4 separate regions of the Mus musculus genome follow, and all the other regions are linked to region 3. A link is a contact called in public HiChIP or PLAC-seq and Micro-C data. All regions are on one chromosome and are shown on one strand. The core of a region is the stretch at or near the end of the contact, and the rest is flanking DNA. Distances in the headings are between cores, read along the strand shown.

Region 1 (4,616 bases), core at 707-3,206, 380 kb after region 3:
CTGGGAGGCCTGGAGCCCCGTGAGATGAAGCAGAGATGTGTCCATTTATGATGGTGGACATAGTAGGGAGTCTGTACACAGATCGAGAATGAAATGATTAAGGGTACGGTATATTCACATAGTGCACACACATGTGAAGTTTGTCCCAAATAACCATCTGATAGACTTTAATACCAAACTACTGATTGAGTGCCAACAAGAGTATCTTGAGAGCACACAATGCTTAATTTATATTTAGGGAATTTCCGTTGCTTGTCACAGGGCTTGTAAAATTTAAACAGAAAAGAAGAGCAGGCTCTGAGAAGGTGGGTGGGGAGTGTAGAGACCTGGGCTGTGGCTGCCAGTATTCCTTTAATGTAAAGCCACCTGAAGCCTTTTTGTTTAATAGTAAAGTAATTCCCACATGGTTTCCGCTCTTTCAAAGTCAGGCCTCAAAAGCGCTGTCTGCTGTAGCCTTGGCCTCTGCTTGCCTCTTTGTCAGCTGATGCTTCCTGTCTGCTTGCTGATAGGAAGTGTAACCAAAACACACTGCTGCAGGGGAGTTCCCAGGCTGGGATGCCTCCTCCCAACCTAGAAGAGAGGGCTACCTCCCTCCCTCAGGGGCCACCTCCCTCCCCCAGGGGCACATGTTTCTCTGGGAGAGACTGTCCCAGTGCAGAGCCCACTCTGAAAGTGATCACATGCTTTCTTTACTGTGAGCACATTCTAGGCGCTTCCCAGCTTAGTTAGTTTTCCCCCCATCTAAAGCCTCAATTGCAGTAAACTTTATCCCTCTGAGGAAAATACTTTTTTTGTTGTTTTTGTTTTTTGTTTTTGTTTTCCTTTGAAAGTTTGAGAAGTGCTCAAAGATCCTTAGAAGGGCAAATGCTTAGTAAATAGTAAAACTTGTGTGGATTTCTCTGATCATTTGTACTTTCCTTACACAAATTCTACCTGTGACCCCGTCTGTCCCTCACCCTTTAGAGTTTATTCTTCCCTGTGTTGATGGAGTTCACGATAAACCCAGGAAATCAGTTAACAAATATAGTCCGACTGTGCACTGCTTGCTTTCCCTCCAGAATGGTGTGCCATGAGTTTGTATTAAGTGTTTGTGCCATGTCCTACTGTTAATGTCGTTAAAATACCGTGAGGTGATGAAGTCACCTAGGTGGTCAGAGGACTAGGATCTTGGCTCTCCTCCATTGCTTGTCTAAGTTTTAGAGCTATTTGTCCATTTTCAAAATGAGATCGGTGGTGCTCATCTTTCTATTTGAGTTTTAGTTTTTTGTTTTGTTTTTTAAATATTTTTCTTCCCACTCAAGTCACTTAAATCTTGGGAAGTCTTTCAGAGGTACAATAGGGCATACACAGAGAAGATCATTTTGCCCTGACCAGTAAAGATGCTTTCGAAGCACTGCAGTCAGTCACTGGCTTTTAGAGTGGACCAGATGAGTTTGAGAGCTGTGAACTTTGTAGCACTCCCACAAGGTCCCTTGGTACTGTCATTAAGTAGCCTAGTTTCCTCGTAATGTCAAATGAGAAAGAACATGTTGAGAACAGAGCCAACCTCAAGAAGAACCTGTGGCCAAAGGGTTTTCATGAGCCTCAGAAATCACTTATGGGAAACCCTATCAGGAGGAAATTATCTTATCTGCTTGAAAATTAAATGACAGATTTTGTCTCTTATATAATCTGTCCCCAAGAGGTGTTTCCTGTGTATTTCTAGAAGTTCCTTGTCTAAGATGCTAATTCAGAGCCTAGGACTTTTCTTGATTTTTAATTGTCAGTTACTTACACCATGGCTTTGAGTCAAATGGAAACAGAAGAACCAGCCATGATCCCAGCACTAACCTATAGAAATGTCTATGTGGTTTCAAATCTGCAACACCAAATTTGAATGCTCATATCACTTGTTGAAGTTATAATTGTCGTGGGTGTGAGTGAGCGAGTGCATGTCCTGGGTGTGTATGTATGGGTAGGTGGATGGGTGGAACATTTGTGCATGAATGCACGTGGAGTTCACAGCACAGCTTTGTGAAACTAGTTCTCTCCTTTGACCATTCTGTGGGTTTCGGTTCCAGGGGATCGAACTCAGGTCATGAAGCTTTTTGTCAGGATATCTTAATCACAACACCGGGAATGAAATGAAATAATGTTCTGTGTCATTTATGAGTGAAAGATAGCTGTTCCTCCTTTGAGGTTGTCCTGTTTAATTACTACTGTGCTTCTCTTGATAACTCATGGACATGCTATACATAGCATTGCAAAAGGCACTGTTTCCTCCTTCTCTTCTCCCTCTCTTGATTTTTTCCCCAACTTTTGATAATTCAAGACTATATGGATATATCCTGCACAATCATGTCTGAATATTTCTACACTTCTCCCATTAAGCAATCACTAGTGTGTAGTATCCTGGGTGCTCTACAGGTCCTTCTCAGTGTACTGTGTAACTATGCTTTGATACAACCATTGCCAGTTAAAAATGATGTAAGGCAAAACAAACAAACAAATGACTTTAAGCCACCCAACCTCCTTAGCATCATAACTTATTAACACAGTGCACTGAGAGTATGTGTGGTTCACCCTAATGATCATGGTGGTCAACAGAAGTATCAGCAGGGGGGATTGTTTGTTGTCATTGCTCAAGACAACATCAAAGTCATTTACCTAGCCTGATAAACGGTAGAATTCAAAGTTGGAAGTATGATTTTTACTGATTATATATTGCCTTCATGAGATCCTAAAGTAATGAAAACAGAAGTTAGACCATCTTACACACAAGGGATTATTATTGATAATGCTGTTGGTTAGAGGCAGCGTAGTATTTGTTTTGCTGTTGAGTTAAAAAATTATTTACAGACAGCTGCGCTTACATGGTAGGGAATGAAAGTGTACCTTTTCTGTTGTTGGTTTTCAGTTATAATATAAATGTAGCATTTCTCCCTCTCCTCTTCTCTCTCCAAACCCTCTCATATATGACTTAAAACTTGAATTGGAAAGCTGAGGGTTTTGTTTATAGCCTTGACCTTTTATGTAAATGTTTGTTTCTGTGTCTTGTTTAGAAGTTAATGTGATTTAGAATGGCAGACTACATTTAAAGACTTCAGATTCTCACCCATGGCTTCACAATAATATACAGAATTTGACGATTTCATTCAAGGAGAACAATAGTTGGTCCTGATCCCTATATCTAAGTTTCCATACTAAAATCTGTCTTTGGGTTGAAATATAGCTATCTGTGTTTTGGATCAAGAAAACGCAGGTAGAAGTGCTACACCATGTAGAATTACTTAATATTGGCAGTCAGCTTTTAACCAGTAAAAGTTTTATTTCTTGCAAGAACTAATTCAGAACATATAACTGCATATGACTCTAGCTATTGTGACTGGAGCTGTTAAGATAGTTTTCAGAATTAGAAACTAGAATACAGGTCTGGAGAGGTGGCTCAGAGTTTAAGAGCACTGGATGCTCTTACAGAAGACCCTGGTTCAGTTCCCAGAACTCATATGCTAGCTCACAGCCATCTATCTGTAACTCCAGTTCCAGGAGATTTGACATGCTCCTCTGTCCACCAAGGACAGTAAGAATGCATATGTTAGCACTTAGGTAAAATAACCATATACAGAAAAGAAAATGAAAGATAATAATAAACAAACTAGGGTACAAACAATAATACTCCATTGTTGGGCATTGGGCTACATTGCACGCAGCTATATTTATAGTTTTTCATACTTACGTTTTAAATTCAATAGATTAAAAAGTAGCTACCTTTTTTGATTAGATAAAACCAGCTATAGCTCCAAAAGAAAGCATTAAACACTATATTGGTGGTCAGAACCCAAAGTGAAAGCATTGTCCTTAATATAATGATATTGCCACATCTCCATGTATTATTATCTCCACTAGGTAGAAGAGACATGGATAGTAGGAGGACTGGAGACAAAGCTAATCCAGTTTGTCATTTTAAGTAAAAGTAGAATTCTTTGTTCATATCCAGTGTAGATGTGCTAAATTATCTATCTATCTATCTATCTATCTATCTATCTATCTATCTATCTATCTATCTATCATGCATCTATTATCAGTTTTCTTTGATTAAGGCAGTAATATTCTCCCAAACTTTATATGAATACATCTCTGGGCCATATGACATTTTCTCATCTCAGGATTCATAGGTCAACGTTTTGCTAAGTTACCCATTAGCTTTTCTTTTCTTATTGGTGACATACATGACAGTGAATTCTCCCCTAGCTTTCAATCTAGCTCCAGTGATGAGGAGCATCTCTGAATTATTCTAAGACAAAGCAAACCTTTCTTCGCTACAGGAAGTATATGACCAGATAGAGCACTGAGATTTCAAGCAGAAAGCTTGTCCTGGGAATATTCTTTCAGTCAGAACTCTTAGGCAAGTTCTGTCTCCTGCATGGTCCTGTCTGCTGTGTCAGCAGCCCTGCTATCTTGATCTTTATCAGGCTCCTGCTGCCGATGTCTACATTGTATTTACCTTGGCTGCCTTGCCTTTAATGATCATAAATAGGAAAGACATGGGCCAAGAGTGTAGCCAAGAATGCCTGCTTTGTCATTATAGGAGGTTACCACACCTCTGATGTATGATGGGGCAAGTCTTGGTTTTACCA
Region 2 (5,241 bases), core at 317-2,816, 280 kb after region 3:
TCTTCACAGCCCTTTGGTTTCAGGATTTCCACACATGTTTAGTGTTGCAAATGATGTCAAAATGCACATACAGTGTGATTCAGAACTCACCAGAATCCCTTGGTATAAACATATCCCCACTGTCAATTTTCACCTCTTTTCCTGTTATCTTTTTTTTTAATTTTAGAGGAGGTCTGGTGAGGTAGCCTAGGTTGGCCTTGAACTTGCAGTTGTACCTCAGCCTTTTAACTGCTGGGATTACAGGTGTGGCACTGGGATAAGGAATAAAGGAAGTTCTGTGTGAAAGGGATCTATCTGTTCCACACAAGCCTTATAAATATTAGCTAGTGTCTGATATGCAGAAATCACATTTTAAAGTCCCAGTGTACTCTTGGATCCTTATCCATGGACTCAAGAACACCTGCCTGAAAGTATTATAGTGCATGATAAGTGGTACACACACACACACACACACACACACACACGTGTGCATGTGGTCAGCCCATCTGTAGTTAGGCACACTGAAGATCACAACAAATAGGACAATTAAATTAGGAATTCTTTTAAGAATTCTGACCCACTCTACTACAGAAGGTTAGTGCATGTATGTGGCACACTCCTGTTACCTACTCAATTCAATTGTAATTCTGAGACGCTGCCCCCCACCCCAGGAGATAATAAAACGGTGGCTTTCCCCCCCACAGGTGGAACCATCTAGGGAGGCCTGCCACTGTTTGCTGAGCTCCGGGTGAGGATGAAGACACTTTGACATGGCCAGCTTCAGACTCGGGATCTGTCGGTGTTAGCAGCCGAAGGTACAAGCTCATTCCGTTTATTTAAATATGAGTCAATTGTTTTCTGAAGCATGGGAATAAAAATATGTGTGCTTTGAGATATACAATCCATTGAATAGATTTATTTCTGGTGCACATGTATAGCGCTAAATGTCAATTCTAGGGCCACCTGATTGTTAGGCATATGGTTTACAACTGAGCTACAACCCCAGCCCCCATATTCGGTTTCTTTTTTTGTTTGTTTGTTTTTTGTTTTTTCAAATTTGGTTTCTTAAGGTTAATAAAAATCACTGTAAAATACAAATTTAAAGAAAGAGGGAGAAATTTGTATGTTATAGTGATGTAGGGAACTTAAATATTGCTGAAATTCTCATAGTAAGTGTCTTCATATCCACTTATGATGTTTACAGGGCTTGTAATATTATAAAATAGAAGAAAAAGAAACTAAGGGGTACCCCACTGCGGCTCTGAAGAAGCTGAGAAACGTTAAGAAAGCATTGGAAAATGTAAACATTGCTTTAAAAAGCAACAGGAAGTGAATGTAGATTTGCTCACACCCTAAGAATTCAAGGATCCAAGGGACTGAGTGGGCGGGGGTCCCTTCTCAGACAGCCCAAGTAAATTGTTCTCTACTGTTGGACATGGAAAATATTTTTGTAAAGGGTAGAAGGGAGGAATTTCCAAGTGTGTTTTATTTTCCACTTTTCCTCTCTCCTTTTCTTCCCTGGGATTGTTACTGACTTCCTGCATTCTGCTCTGGCTGTGGGCTGTTCCTTGTCAAGTCACTCAGCTAGCCAAAACAGCAGCTGTAGCTGGCTCCTTCCCTCCCCTCTCTTCTCATGCACTCGTACATCGCCTTTGTCACCAGTGGCAAGCTAGCCACATCTCAGGTCCCATTCTTCGGCTCCTCAATCCCTTTCCTCTTTTGCTTTTTAAAATAAAATAATCACAATTATTTATGTATGCATGTATGTTTGTATGTATATATATGTATGTATACATATATTTATATGTATATATGTACGTATGTATGCATGTGTGTTTGTATGTGTGCATGTGTCACTGTGTGCATATGGAGTTCAGTAGAAATCCTGAAGAATTCTGTTGCTGTCTTCTGCTATGTGGGCCCTGGGGATCAGACTCAGATCTTCTGGCTTGCGACCCAGGTACCTTTACCTGTGAAGTCACCTTGCCTATCCTCCTCTTTCTCTTTGCTGTTCACCAGCCTGGGTAGTTTTCTTTCTTCCTTTCCTGTTAATTACACCCACCCCCCCTTTTTTTGTTGCCTGCTAAGCACTTCTTTCTTTGATGAGTTTGACTTAAGAGAAAATTCATATGCCTTATAATTTTTTCTTTCTTGAATGGTGCTTAAGATTGAACCCCGGGTGCTGTTCGTGCATGACAAGTACTCTACCACTAAGCTAAACTTGGATTCCTCATGATTTTGAAGCTTTGAGTTCAGCAGGTCTCAGAATATTTACAAATGTTCTGTGTAAATCATTAGAACATTTCCCATCTCCTCAAAGGAGATGTATCTGCTAGTGCTTACCTACCTATCTTCTTCCAATGTTAAATCATTTGTCTAGATTTTCTCTCCTTTAGACATTTCATAGAAGCAGGAATCACATGACTTGTGACCTTTGTGTCTGGTGTTAAGACAGTGTGTGGTTTTCCAAGCTTGTTCCTGTCTGTCTGTTGCAGCATTGTGGGTACTTCCTTCCTTACTGAGTGGGCGACTGATTTTGGAGTGTGACACTGGTTTCTTTTGGATTTTGGGGGGTTCCATTGATCATTTGAAGAGTACTTGAGATGCCCCTACTTTTAAAACCATTCTGAATATACTGCTATGAACATTCTTGTGCATGTTTGTGTGTACCCAAGTGTCAAGTCGATAGGTGATAGGATAATTCTGTGCTAAATAGTTTAAGATGCTGTCAAACCGTTTTCTTCTTTGTGCATGGGTGTGCATGCATGCATGTGTGCAGGTCATACTTGAGTCTCTTTCTCAGGTGCTATTAACCTTGTTTTCGAGACAGCCTCTTTCAGAGGCTCTCAAGCTTCCAAATGCTGCAACCCTGTAATACAGCTCCTCAACCAGAAAATGACTTTTGTTGCTACTTTATAACTGTAATTTTGCTATGATTATGAATCGAAATGTAAATATTGTTGGAGGTTTGCCAAAGGAGTCAGGACCCACAGGTTGAGAATCACAGTGTTAGGCTAAATTGGCTGACTCCGGAGCCACAGGCATCTGCTTCTTCCTGCTTTCCTAGGGCTGGGATTACAAATGTATACCACAATACCCAGCTTTCTACATGCATTCTGAGGATTAAATTCAGGTCGTCTCATTTGTAAAGCAAGTACTTTATTTATTGATGGGCCATGTAGAACCTTCACTCTGAGGTCTTACCAGCTTATTTTCCCACTGTTGATGTATGGGGGATCAACTTGGTCTCTGCCTGCCCAGCACATGTGGTTGTCTATCATTGTTTTGGCCACCCTAGTGGATACAGAGCCTGTGTGCCTTGGGGGGTGAGGTCACTTCCTCTAGGGAGCTCTACTTGAGCACCCTGCCTCTCCCTCTCCCATATGCTTCTTTTACATGGTGTGCTTATCCTTGTGATGTCTCTCATAGCACTGAATTATAATTGTCTGTTAACTTTATCTTCTCTATTAGGGTGTGAATCTGTTGTAGAGGGTACTAAAATATTTCCTGTGGCATCTCCCGCATTAACATAATGCCTCATATGGTTATTTTGGTCACATTCTTTTTTCCCCCTTGAGGTTAGGGGAGCTTATAGATCCAGCCTTTTTTTTTTTTTTTTTTTTTGAAAGATTTATTTATTGATTATATGTAAGTACACTGTAGCTGTCTTCAGACACACCAGAAGAGGGAGTCAGATCTTGTTACGGATGGTTGTGAGCCACCATGTGGTTGCTGGGATTTGAACTCAGGACCTTTGGAAGAGCAGTCGGGTGCTTCAGAGACTCTGTTCTCACTTGAGTCTTGGGGCAGCAGAATGACAGGACTCTTCAGACCAATGCATTTTTCTGACGATACCTTCTGTTAGGGGTGGACACAGAATGTCTTGACTGTGCGTTTGACTTCTAGGACATGATATTCTCTCTACTGTTGTGCTAAGATAGTACTGTTTCTACATTTACCAGATGTTGTTTATAAAACCAGCCTGGGTGACGTTAAAAAGTAACCATCATTATTTTAATATTTTCATTAGTGTAGAGTTGTTGTGCAAAGCGAAGGGGTTCATATTGATGATTTTGATGGATTTTATCACATGCTCTGATCATATTCACTTCCCCACTGTCCGTCCCTTTATCTTTTTCCTGCATCTTATCGTTTTCTTCTCTTCCCCAACTAAGTCACCTTTTTAGTTCCATGTCACATGTATAGGTATGTCTGTGAGTGTGTGTCTGTGTGTTTGTGTGTGTGTGTGTATGTGTGTGTGTGTGTGTGTGTGTATGAAACTCCAGCTCCACACAGAAGAAGCATGTAGTAATTAACTTTCCGGGTCTGGCTTAGTGTCTTTTATATCATGATCTTTTAATTTCATCTTTTTTTTTTTCATAAAAATAACATGATTCTGTCTGAACTAAACTCGGTTGTGTATATATAACACATTCTCCTTATGTGTACATCAAATGATGAACACCCAGGCTATCCTATTTGACTTTTTAAAGCAAGGCTGATTGAAAACTCTCTGTTCCTTTTCTAAAATAATGCCAGTTACATACACTAGACTCAGATGGTGTTAGATATGGTGTGGCGTCAAGGTCGGGGTCCTGAATAAAGTCTGTGGATTTGAGAAGTTCTGCTGAGTGCGGCCAGTTTTGTTAAAGATGTAGGAGACAATCGATTAGCATCAGTGCTGAACAGATAGGAACTGGTACTGTAGAACAAAGCTGGATGCTGCTGAATCAAACATAATTAGAGACCTTAAATATAACACTGAATTACAAAGTATATCCAACTCCAGAATTGACTCATATTAAATTATAATGTGTATAAATATGGATCCAATGACATATTCAAATTAGTTCTTTTGAGTGATTCTTCCCCAAAATATTTGATCTTAGCATCAGCGTTCCGATACTTTTCTCCCTGTTATTTTTTCCTCTGGAGGTTTGTCTTCAAATTTTTTCCTCCATGGAATGAAGCTATGATTAGATGAGAGAGCCCTCCCCTTACTCTGTGGTGTTTTCCGTGTCTTCTCTGAAGTGTCTCCAGTCTCTTTCCTCTGGTTTTACATGCTCCTGGAACACAGAGGAAGTGGGGGGAGGGAAGGATGGAGAGAAACAAATGGAAGTTGGACCCAGATCAGTGAGAGAGTATCGGGCGGGGCCAAGATGAACTTGGCAGATGTTCTTCTCCTGTTTCACACTTGAGCACGCCTGTATTGCTGCCTGGAATTCCGCTCACATTTCCCTCATTCCTCTAAGATTTTTCTTC
Region 3 (4,792 bases), core at 256-2,755:
GGAGGAAGTTGGTTACAAAGTTTCAGACAGCTAGCGGAGTGCGCGCTCTGGCAGTCTGACAGAGGAACACTGGGCCCAGTGCAGACCCCAGGAGATCAGAACGGAAGCCCTCTCACAGAGTCTTTGTTCTCCCCTAGGGGAGAGACTTGGCAAGCACTGGAAGGGTGCTTGTTATGATCCACACCCATGACATTCCAGACCCAGCAAGGTTCCCTTCCTACCCCCTCTTCGCATCTTTAATCCTAGCCAGGAATACAGCTCCCTATGCCCCCTTTCACCCCATCTCTTTACCCTCACATTTAACAACTCATTGGGTCTTCCCTGTCTAGATTTGGAGAAAGAGTATATAAGGTGCGTGGACACCAGCAGGAGGTTGAATATTTGCTTTGGAATGTTTGAGTGTTTTTTTTTAAACCCCCTTTGCCCTGAAGACTGAATATAAAAGGCTGCGTGTCCCTCTACCTTCTCCCACCTTCCTGCTTTTCTTCTATTCTGGTGAGATCTAGAAAGGAAATTGGTGCAGCTTTGAGTTCCTGGGGTGGGGGGAAACCATGTTGGGATGAGAGCTGAATGCTGCGGTGTAAAGTGGGGACCCCAGTTCTGGAACTGATGGATGATTTTCAGAAGGCTCTAAGAAAGACTGAGAGACTCCCAGACAAGGAAGACACCTGGCTTGCCCAGGACCAGAAGGTGGGGGAGGGAAGAGGATGGGGAGTTAGAAGTGAAGGAGGAAGACCCTGTAGCTGTGAAAGGAAGGGAACTAGGAAGGAACAGTAGGTTTGGGAAGGAGCCATGTTAACCTGAGAGTCTTGTTAATATAGTTGGAGATAAGAGGAAGTTCTCTGAGGTTTGAGCCGGTGGTCTCTGTTCAGGCCCCCCCCCACCCCCCATGAGTGGCATAGTACCAGCAGCAACAGGTAACCTACAAGGGCAAGGTGTAGGTCCCTGTGGGATACTTAGTGGCCTCTGCCATGCAGATTTGAGGGTTTTCCCCTAGGGTCCTGTGTGGGCACTGATGAGGGAGGGAGAAGAGACTTTTCCATCACTTAGAACTTCTTTGAATTCTTCCAGGCTGTTGGTTGGAAGAGGGTACATAGGATGGAGGGTCATGGATGGAGAGGCATCTGTGAGCCCTACCTATGATTGTACCTCTTACCTTAAAGGGTTGACTGGCTCCTTCATATTACATCTCTTGGGATGCTGAGAAATGGCAGAAACTCATTGCCAAAGTGAACCGCTCCTCTCCCTGATTGGCAGGGAAAGTGCAAACAAAGAGGTGCATCTCCCGGAAACAATGAGTTTGGAGATTTCCCCGGGCGTGAGAGCGCGGACTGGAAGCTGGGTGTTCAAAGGGTGTGAGAAGGGACCAAGACCCGCATCTTCTGGGCAAAGTTTTCGGGGAGATGGAAGGAGAGAGGGTCGGGACTGAGTTGCTGGTCTTGGGGACAGAGCAGCCGGAGCTGCGCACCAAGGCTTAGAGTCGGGCGGGAGATGCGGGGAGAGGGAGGGGGCGGGGAGGGAGGGGAGGGAGAGAGGAGGAAGGGGTGAGAGGGAGAAACCTGCCGCGGCTCTCCGCCTCTTTGTCTGCTCTGGGACTTGGAACAAAAGGGGAAACTCTGATGAACTCCTTCTCCAGCTCCCTGGACGCCCGAGTATCTCTTTCTCGCAACTTTGTCAACGCGACTTTCTCCGCTGTCAGGCTGCGCAAAAGTATCCTAGCGCCTCGCAGGCTGCAACAATGGAAACAATGTCCCTTCAAAGTGCGACGAAGTGGAGGGAGAAGGTGAGTGACTTGTCCTGTTTGTCCTGCTTCCCTCAGGTCCCCCTGCTCCCAGCCCTTCCGAGGGCAAAGTCATAGATCTAGCAGCCAAGTTTGACTGTTTCTTTCTGTTTCTTGTCTTTTATTATTATTTTTTAATTGTATCTCTTTTCCCGGTTCTCCTTTTCTTTTGTTCTTTTAAACTCTCGCACAGATTGTTTTGTTTATTTTAAACGCCTTCATCTCTTGTGCTTCTTCTTTAGGGGTGGTGAGGGGCTAAGAAGAAGGGCATCCAAACTGGATACTGCCTCGCTTTTCCCCGGTTGTGTGTAGATTGGAGGAAAACGTTCTGATAAGAATGGGAATTAGATCAGGCTCACCCACACATAAGCTCTGACTTTGGTCACAAAAAAAGAAAGATGCAGAGGTGGGGGTCATTTCCTCACGCGTTTTCAAACTTCACTGTCTCTGGAGCGCTCTGGAGACACGAAGCGTGCAACAATAGAATGTAGACAGGGTTTGGGTGGTAAGGGAGTTCCAGCAAATTAATAGGAGTCCGGGAAGTTTTTGGGGGCTGGGGTCCAGTTGAGGAAGCCACAGGTTCCAGACTGTCAAGAGCTGCGCAGATGAAGCTGATGGGGCCTGGACCATTAGTTAAGAGTCCGCTCCCCTCACCTCCGTGGTTTGGTTCAGTTTAATGACCCACCCAGAATGACCTATTGCTGTCCTCGTCGGGATCCATCCTCTCTTAGGTGTTGGCGACCCCCGGGCCTATCTCAGCCAGTCTGAATAGGAAGGGAACCACGAGCCTGCCGAGCTCCCCTGACCTAGCCCTCCGCCCCGCCTTTTGTGTTTTAACCTTTTGTTTCTATCGGCCACACCCGCCCAAAAGAGCGGCGGCTTTTCGTCTCTGTTCAGCGGGGAAGCAGCGAGGTTCCCTCCAGATAGCGGTGAAGGGCGGCTTCCTAACTTTGTTTCCCAAGTCCCCTAACTTCGGAATGCTTCTGCATTGGTTCTTGCTCAGTAAGTCAATATCTTCACTTTATATGAACTATCTTTTGCTGTTTTTCTACTTCGTTCCAAAAGTTGTTTATCTCTACCAGCCACTTGCGTTCATTAAACAACAACAACAAAAAAAGATAACTTAGAGATCTAAGTTAGGGTCCAAAGGACAGAGGTTGGCTTTATCTGTCGGATGCCTTTAAATATGACTTTATCTTGATTCTGCAACACAAAACCCGGCTCATGGTCTTCAGGTATGTTTGTGGGCTCCGTCCAAATACCAAGGTAATTTATCACCTTCTCCACCCTCTTCTGTGTTTCCAAATGCTGGAGGTGTTCTTCAAGCTCCTGGAGACACTTTTTAACAAGACAAGTCAAACACAGAACTCATCCTACTGCGGGTGACTCTAGGAAGCATCCAAACAATGCATTAACTTCTGAGAGTTAGCATTCTGCAAGGTGCCAGAGCCGGGGAGCTTTGAATCTTTATGTCAAAGACTGAAAGGAATTAAGACGACAGTTATTCTTTTAGGGAGGGAGTGTATAGACTGTCCCGACAACTAACCTTAATACATTCTAATTGTATAGGTGTCATACCAGCGACTCCAAGAGTCATGTCACCCACTTAGCAGGAGTACTTCTACTGAAATGCCTTCGAATTTCTCTTACTGGATATATACCTACCAGCCGCTAGCATGAAGATGCCAGGACCGCTGCAAGTTAGCACTGGACAAAGTAGCATCAACTTCTTCATTTAGAGTTTCTTCAGTTAAATTGCTGGGATTTTCGACAAGGCTTTCCTTATGTGGATTATTGGAGTGTGATGCCCGAGAATTCTCTACTTGTAGAAGGTATGTTTCTTAGACACCCACGAGCACTTCCTTTTGGGCCTGATACTTAATGCCACTGGAGATCTGTCTCCTTGTTTTGAGTTGTTGCCCGCCTAAAGTGACTTAAGACTTTATGTTTCCTTCTTGGGGACTGTGTTTTGTAGATAGTTTCTGAAGTGGAATGATAATTTGGGAGTATCTGATGAAAGTTTATTGATTTTTTTTTACCACGTATTCATCAATATCTGCACGTATAATGAATGTTGATTTATGTAGAGTTATATATGTTTTATGTCAGTAATGAGTCCAATATGTTCAACAGGCCATACCTTATTTTATTTGTGGCTGATTTTCTCCTTAGATACCACCGTGAATATTTTATTTTAACAGAACAGGCTTGCATTATGTTGTTGTTGTCGTTATTATTATTATTATGCATCTTGACAGTTCATTTTGTTAACAAAATCCAGAAGTGACCCCCAAATACATACATTTCTAATGGTAGACTGTCAATACAAAGTGTAGTGGGTTCTCTTAGAATGGAAGCTTTGGCCTTGCCATAACCAAAGGACACGAGGGAGGATTCGATTAACCTTCATGGCAGATACCCAAGAGTTCTTATTCCCTTTTGAATACCTTACGATTAATTTCTGTTCATATCTGGGAATGCAACTAAGAATTCTCGTCATCTCAATGGGAACATAAAGAGTTGCTTTCTTACAGTGTTTCCTGCCCTTGTTGAAGCAGCTTGCTCTGAAAACTCAGTTAGGTCAAGAAAAACACAATAATTGGAAAAAACTTTTATCTCATTATAAGTAAAATAGAATGAGTTTGGGATTTGTGTAAAACTAGACTCTGGAACCCTTCCACGCTTCTTTTCTATCACCTATAAAACAAAGGTTTAAATGAACTTCTGCAGTCCTTCATCTTGAAGAGGCTCCGCCTTGTCCACTGTTCCTGCAGCTTCGATACGTTTGTTAGGAAGTTTATTTTCTAGTTGCTAAACAAGAGAGGGATGGCTTTGGAGTCTCGTTCTCATTACTGGGCTTCCCTGCTGCAGAGGATGCTTTCAGCAGAGTGTGCTAGACAGAGGTGTCAGTGTTCCCTGTGTTTCACTGAAAGTTTATCTGCTGGAGTATTTTTTCTCACACAGAGGGGACAGTGTGACTCTTAAGAAGAGTATCACCCTTCTGAAGTTACT
Region 4 (5,131 bases), core at 1,763-4,262, 340 kb after region 3:
CAGAATATCGAGCTGTCAGAGTGAGAAGAGTCAAAAGCATCATTCCCAGACTTCCAGAGTCCATGCTTTATCTACACAGCTTGAAATCTACAGGTCCTAAAATCTCAAACTTTTAAGGTTGGCACAGTGATCCGCCCCCTTTTATGATTTCATATACTGGAAAATCTGAAAAATGGCACTCTGAACCATTCCTACACCCAAGCCCTTTCTAACTGAGATAGTCACTTTGTAGTCACCCTTATTAGAGATCATGAATGAGAAGCAATAGCTAACGATTTCTAGGTCCAGAATGGCCAGAACAAACTTAATTTATCTCTGAACAGTCAGTCTGTGCTGTTTGTGGAAACCCACCATTTGTTTCTAGAGCATCTGTGCATCCTATGACTAAGTTATTCTGTGACTACTGCTGTCCATATAGCCATAGGTGAATCCTTTTCTTAGCCTCCTACTGGGAAGTATCCAATGTGGAGAGTCACAAATTTTCACTGAGCACTTTCCATCCACAGTCTCATTTGATGTCTCTTAATGACCCGGGGCAGGTACCCCACCCATTTCAAACCAGAGATCCCAGGTTCTTGGTGCTGGAGTAAGTCTCCTGAAACTACTTGAGTAGGAGGCAGCAGAAGGCTCTGCTCATTCTCATGTGTTCATTCTTTCATTCCCTACTTTTTGGTACATCCCCACAGACTGCTCCAGCAGGCTAGTCCCCAAGTTGAGGAAAAGGTAGACAAGGCACCATCTTATTCCAGCTAGATAGGAGTCAGAGGATAGAACATGAAGTTCTGTCTTGGGTGATATATAATTTCTTTTTCCATTGTTGATAAAAGGCATGTTAAAGGAAGAGACTTTCTTATTCATAATTAGAGGAATATGCAATATGGTGGGTGGGAATGGCAAGTCTGTGGAGCATCCTGGTCTGTAGCAATGACAAGTATTCTTTTGGCTTCCTCTTTTCCCCCCCATTTTATTTGATCTGGGGCCCTACCTAATGGCACAGTGCTGACCACATCAGGATAGGTCCTCTTCTGTTCAGCATCTGGAAACAATCTCCCAGACATACCCAGAGAGTGCTGGATACTCTTGAAGGACAAGGGAGCTGTAAAAAATTTCAGAGACAGGCTTCCTGAAAAGGAACAATGTCTTAGCTGAAATATTAAGGAATGGTTACATGCTATGTGTAGGAAACTGTAAGTAAAGAGACCAGGTGAGAGAAAGAATAAACTTACTTGGAGTTTAAACTCCAAGTTTTCCATCTGGTGTAGTCAACCATGGTCTGAAAATATTGTTGTTGTGCAGTGAGGAATTAAGATCCTTTGAGATGGGAGGAGGGGGGAACTGAAGCAAAGAAAAGGAGGGGGACAGGCATTCCTAAAAGTAATATTCTGAAATAAAATGTATTTGTTCTAATTTATCCATTATTGTTAATCTCTTACTATGCTAACTCAAAGTTAAATGTTGTCATAGGAATGTACATATAGGAACAGCTTGGTGTGTGCACAGAGTGTGTGTACTTATAGGAAAAGCATAGTGTATATACCGAATGGGTGTGTACAGATAGGAAAATCATAGTGTGTATACAGAGGGGTGTGTACAGATAGGAATAGCATGATGTGTGCACAGAGTAGAAGTGTACATACAGGAAAAGAATGGTATGTGCATAGAGTGGGTATGTCTAAATAGGAACAGAATGATGTTTGCACACAGTGGGTGTATACATATAGGAGCAGGATGGTGTGTGCACACAGTGGGTATATACATTTAGGAGGAGCATGGTGTGTGCACACAGTGGGCAAGCACATATAGGAAAAGCATGACTGCACAGGGTGCAATATTGTGCATGGTTCACTATCACCTGGAATATTTGTGCTTATCTCATGCTGATAAGGGGTTCTGTAGCAACCAAAATTCATTGAATTTGCCTGGATGTGCAGTGCCACTGTGAACTGCAGTGGCTGAAGCTACAGAGGAGTAGCTGGTGCAGTAAATCAGACTCTGGGGTGGGCATATCCTAGGGCACCACGAGGAGCTGTCTGAAAGGCAGAGGGTGGCCTCCGGGTGCCAGTCAGGTGTGGTGAGACACATTCCATTGGTGCATTGGAAAGGACAGGCTGATCACAGCAGGGCCTGTCACAGTCTGCTGAAGCAGGACCTGTAACCCAAGTAGCAGGAGGAACTTTTATTCAGCCTGTGGAGTGATGCTGTGAAGGAATTGAAACCCTTCAAGAGCAGAGCTAAAAACAGTGGGGGGAGAGGAAGTGTAATTTGCTGTCTTCCAGTTTCCTTCAGATCCCGCCTGCTGCTGACCTGTTAACCATCTCAGAGCCTGGGCCCCACATAGACTGGGCATCCCCACAAATCAAGGCAAGCTTTGATTTCATTAAAATTGTATGCCCTTTTCCCTTCTGCTAATCCAACTCTTGGGCCTTAAAAACAAGCTGCTTTTTTTTCTTTAAGTTTTGAATAATTCTAGTGTTTACACAACCAAAATTTAGTATAAAATTTTAAATTCCTGAAACACAAAATGTAGCTCAGGATCCTTTCCTAGTGGCCTGAGAGTACAAATCAAACACACACTCAAAGGTAAGGCAAAGAAGCTTCCAGAAAGCGGAAATACTTCTGTCAAGTAGGCACCTAGTATCAAAGTGGGTCAAAATAGCTCAATGTGTGGACGGGCATAGCTGAATCTTTGCTTACACACTTTCCCCTAGCCCTTTCTACATAACACTTTCAAGAAACTCCTCTGAGAGATCATGCCATCTTCCAGCAAAAGGTGGTGAGTGGACTTCAGTAGGCACTGATGGGAAAGAATCCAGTGCTAAGGGTGTGGGTAGACCTCATGCAGACCCAGGTCCGCCCAGTCACTCGATAACCCTGAACTTGGCTGCCTCACTCTTTGCTGAGGTCCCTCAGGTGGCCTCATTGTTTTTATTACCATGGTAGAAAGAGTATGTGAAGCCTTGCCTGGCTGGCAGTCTCGTTGCCATGGAAACCTCCATTCCACACACCTGATTCACACATCACGCTCCGCTAAATCCAGACAGAGGTCACAGACTGGCATTTGCCCTTTGTCTCCCCTTCTTGTGTTTTCCAGGCACTGAATGGATAGAAAGAGATGGGCAGTCAGCAGCCTTGCAAGAAAGCTTTGCTGTGAAGAAGTTTGTGAATTCCAGAAAAAAAAAAAAAAAAAAGACTGGTAGCTGTGAAGGGCAAAACGGGGGGGGGGGGGGGGGGAGGGGCGGGGGGGTTTGCTGGGGAAGACTGTGTACATCGAAGCTTCTCCTTGCAGGCAGCCTCTGTCCTGGGTTGCATCTGAAAGTGATTTTCTGGGTTCCCGGGTGAGCGTGGAAATGAGTCTAGCAGATTCCGGAGCTTTGGCTCCTTGGGGGGTTTTCTGTCCCATTTCACTGAGTTGCCTGATAACCTCAGCGCCAGGGTGTGTGCGTCAGGATTGCAATGTGGGCTGAGGCGCACATTAGCCACAGCTGTCTATTAAGAACCAAACGATCTGATGATCCGTCTCAGAGCCTGGTTTTTCTTTGTGTCATCTATAATATTTTAGAAGGCAGACGCCATCTGTAGGATGTTCTTTTTCAGGAAAGTTACTGTGTTTGAAGAAGGCTTCCAGTTTTCCTGGGATGGTGATTATTAGTTTTTGCTTGTGTTACTCATTTGATAGATTTAGAGAAAAAGAGATGATAAAAAAATCAGATCATGAGCCTTTCTCTGTGAGAATTTCTTCTTTGTGCTTTGATTCGTAATCTTTTGATTCTTATTTGTTTAGGTAGCACAGGGCATTGAACATACTAGGCAAATGTTCAATTACTCAACCATATCCCCAGTCCTTGATTTTTTTGTTCCTAAGGTTAGATTTTAAAGACAACTTTAAAGAGAATCAAAAAGGGCATTCACAGGACATGACATCAGTCGCCACACACTGGGGTTCAGGTATCATGTGTGATTTATGGGGTATCTCAGCAGAGTCATAGCAGGGGTCTCTGCGTGTGTTCATCTCTGCTGACTTACTTCCCTTTCCTCTCATTGATTAATGCCCCTCCATTTTGGTCAGCCTCTGTTGACAAAGTACCCTCTAGCTTCAGCAGTACGCCGGACCTGGGTTTCAAATATCACTTCCCTATATCCTTGAGCACACTACTTTTATTTTATTAAATTTGGTTTATTAGTGTGTGTAGGAAAATATTGCTGTGACAGTAATCATAAACTTTAGTGTCAGTGTAGTGCTGCTCTGTATCCAGGATGAATCCTGTTATGCTAGATTATTCCAGAAACAGCATTTGCCTGAAGGAATACTCTCACCATCCAAATAATTGCCATTTTCCTGATTTTGCTTATGTGGGGATATGTGCAGCTTAGTAGGTGGATGGTGGGCTGAGAGAAGAAATATTCAAAAGTAGAGTGCATATATACTTTCTCTTGTCTCTGTATATCCACTGGGTCCGTTTTAGGAATCTCATTGTAGGTTCATGATGCATAATAAGGTTTCTCTTCTCAGAAGACGAATTGTCACTCCTGATGCTAGCAGGTGTGGCTCTCCATCCCATTCTCCAAAGTTGTGGAAGAACGTGGACGGATTCTGATCCCGACCATCTTAGTCCTACTTTGCCTTCTGGCGTCCTTCTCCTTCCTCTTTTTTTCCTCTGTATTTCCACCTCCCTTCCTTCCCTTGAAGTCTTTTCTTTCTTCTCTTCCTCTTATACTTATATGGCCCGTAACGTTGGCCACTGCAAGCTCTTTAAAATGTTCAGTGGCATTAAGTACTTAACATTGTCATGGAACCAAGCATTGTCCCTGTCCTCCCCATAACTGCATCTCTTTCACGATAGAAACTGTTAAACATTAACTCCCATTCCCACTTGACCACCAGGGCCCGAGGCCAACCATTCTTCTCTTTGTCTCTGAAATTAACTACATTAGTTATAGAAGTTGAATGATGAGCCCTTTTGACTCTATGTGCGTGTGTGCATGTGTGTGTGTGAATTATGTATATGTGTATGTGTGCCTTCTGTGAGTGTGCAGGAGCCCACAGAGGCCAGAAGATGGTGCTTTATTTCTGTGGGTATTACAAACACATGTGAGCAGCCCAGTGTGGCTGCTGAGAACTGAACCCGAGTCC

The links. A called contact is a pair of places that touch in the nucleus more often than the background predicts. HiChIP or PLAC-seq counts read pairs in DNA pulled down with a chosen protein or histone mark.
Region 1: an H3K4me3 HiChIP or PLAC-seq map of embryonic basal ganglia shows a contact between it and region 3, with 4 times the contacts expected there. The contact joins the enhancer-like site here to the promoter of 2610307P16Rik in region 3. A contact is called at or near these places in 4 of 115 datasets of contacts at active chromatin or transcription factors (embryonic basal ganglia, embryonic forebrain, large pre-B cells and 1 more).
Region 2: a Micro-C map of muscle stem cells shows a contact between it and region 3, with 2.6 times the contacts expected there. The contact joins the enhancer-like site here to the promoter of 2610307P16Rik in region 3. A contact is called at or near these places in 1 of 15 datasets of contacts at CTCF or cohesin (the NIH/3T3 cell line), 2 of 484 Hi-C or Micro-C datasets (muscle stem cells and uterus) and 5 of 115 datasets of contacts at active chromatin or transcription factors (craniofacial prominence, embryonic basal ganglia, embryonic forebrain and 2 more).
Region 4: a contact with region 3 is called in an H3K4me3 HiChIP or PLAC-seq map of craniofacial prominence, with 4 times the contacts expected there. The contact joins the enhancer-like site here to the promoter of 2610307P16Rik in region 3. A contact is called at or near these places in 7 of 484 Hi-C or Micro-C datasets (bone marrow-derived macrophages, cumulus cells, liver and 2 more) and 8 of 115 datasets of contacts at active chromatin or transcription factors (craniofacial prominence, embryonic basal ganglia, embryonic forebrain and 5 more).

Annotation. Positions count from the first base shown.
Region 1 is chr13:28,498,236-28,502,851 of GRCm38.p6, reverse strand. All of the region lies in intron 7 of 2610307P16Rik (RIKEN cDNA 2610307P16 gene), which reads left to right. Among named protein-coding and RNA genes, the nearest start is that of Gm40841, 79 kb to the right of the region's middle. Within about 2 kb of position 1,956, at least 9 of the 459 cell types and tissues checked have an H3K27ac peak or open chromatin away from gene starts, as enhancers often do.
Region 2 is chr13:28,604,071-28,609,311 of GRCm38.p6, reverse strand. 2610307P16Rik (RIKEN cDNA 2610307P16 gene) reads left to right here. Exons shown (of 8, transcript NR_045054.1): 6 at 684-794. Among named protein-coding and RNA genes, the nearest start is that of Mir6368, 100 kb to the left of the region's middle. Within about 2 kb of position 1,566, at least 42 of the 459 cell types and tissues checked have an H3K27ac peak or open chromatin away from gene starts, as enhancers often do. A contact at or near this core is called in muscle stem cells and uterus, where this site is marked.
Region 3 is chr13:28,882,135-28,886,926 of GRCm38.p6, reverse strand. It overlaps 2610307P16Rik (RIKEN cDNA 2610307P16 gene), which reads left to right and starts at 1,505. Exons shown (of 8, transcript NR_045054.1): 1 at 1,505-1,783; 2 at 3,350-3,612.
Region 4 is chr13:28,542,487-28,547,617 of GRCm38.p6, reverse strand. The region is part of intron 7 of 2610307P16Rik (RIKEN cDNA 2610307P16 gene); the gene reads left to right. Among named protein-coding and RNA genes, the nearest start is that of Gm40841, 120 kb to the right of the region's middle. Within about 2 kb of position 3,012, at least 77 of the 459 cell types and tissues checked have an H3K27ac peak or open chromatin away from gene starts, as enhancers often do. A contact at or near this core is called in craniofacial prominence, embryonic forebrain, pancreatic cancer cells and 1 more, where this site is marked.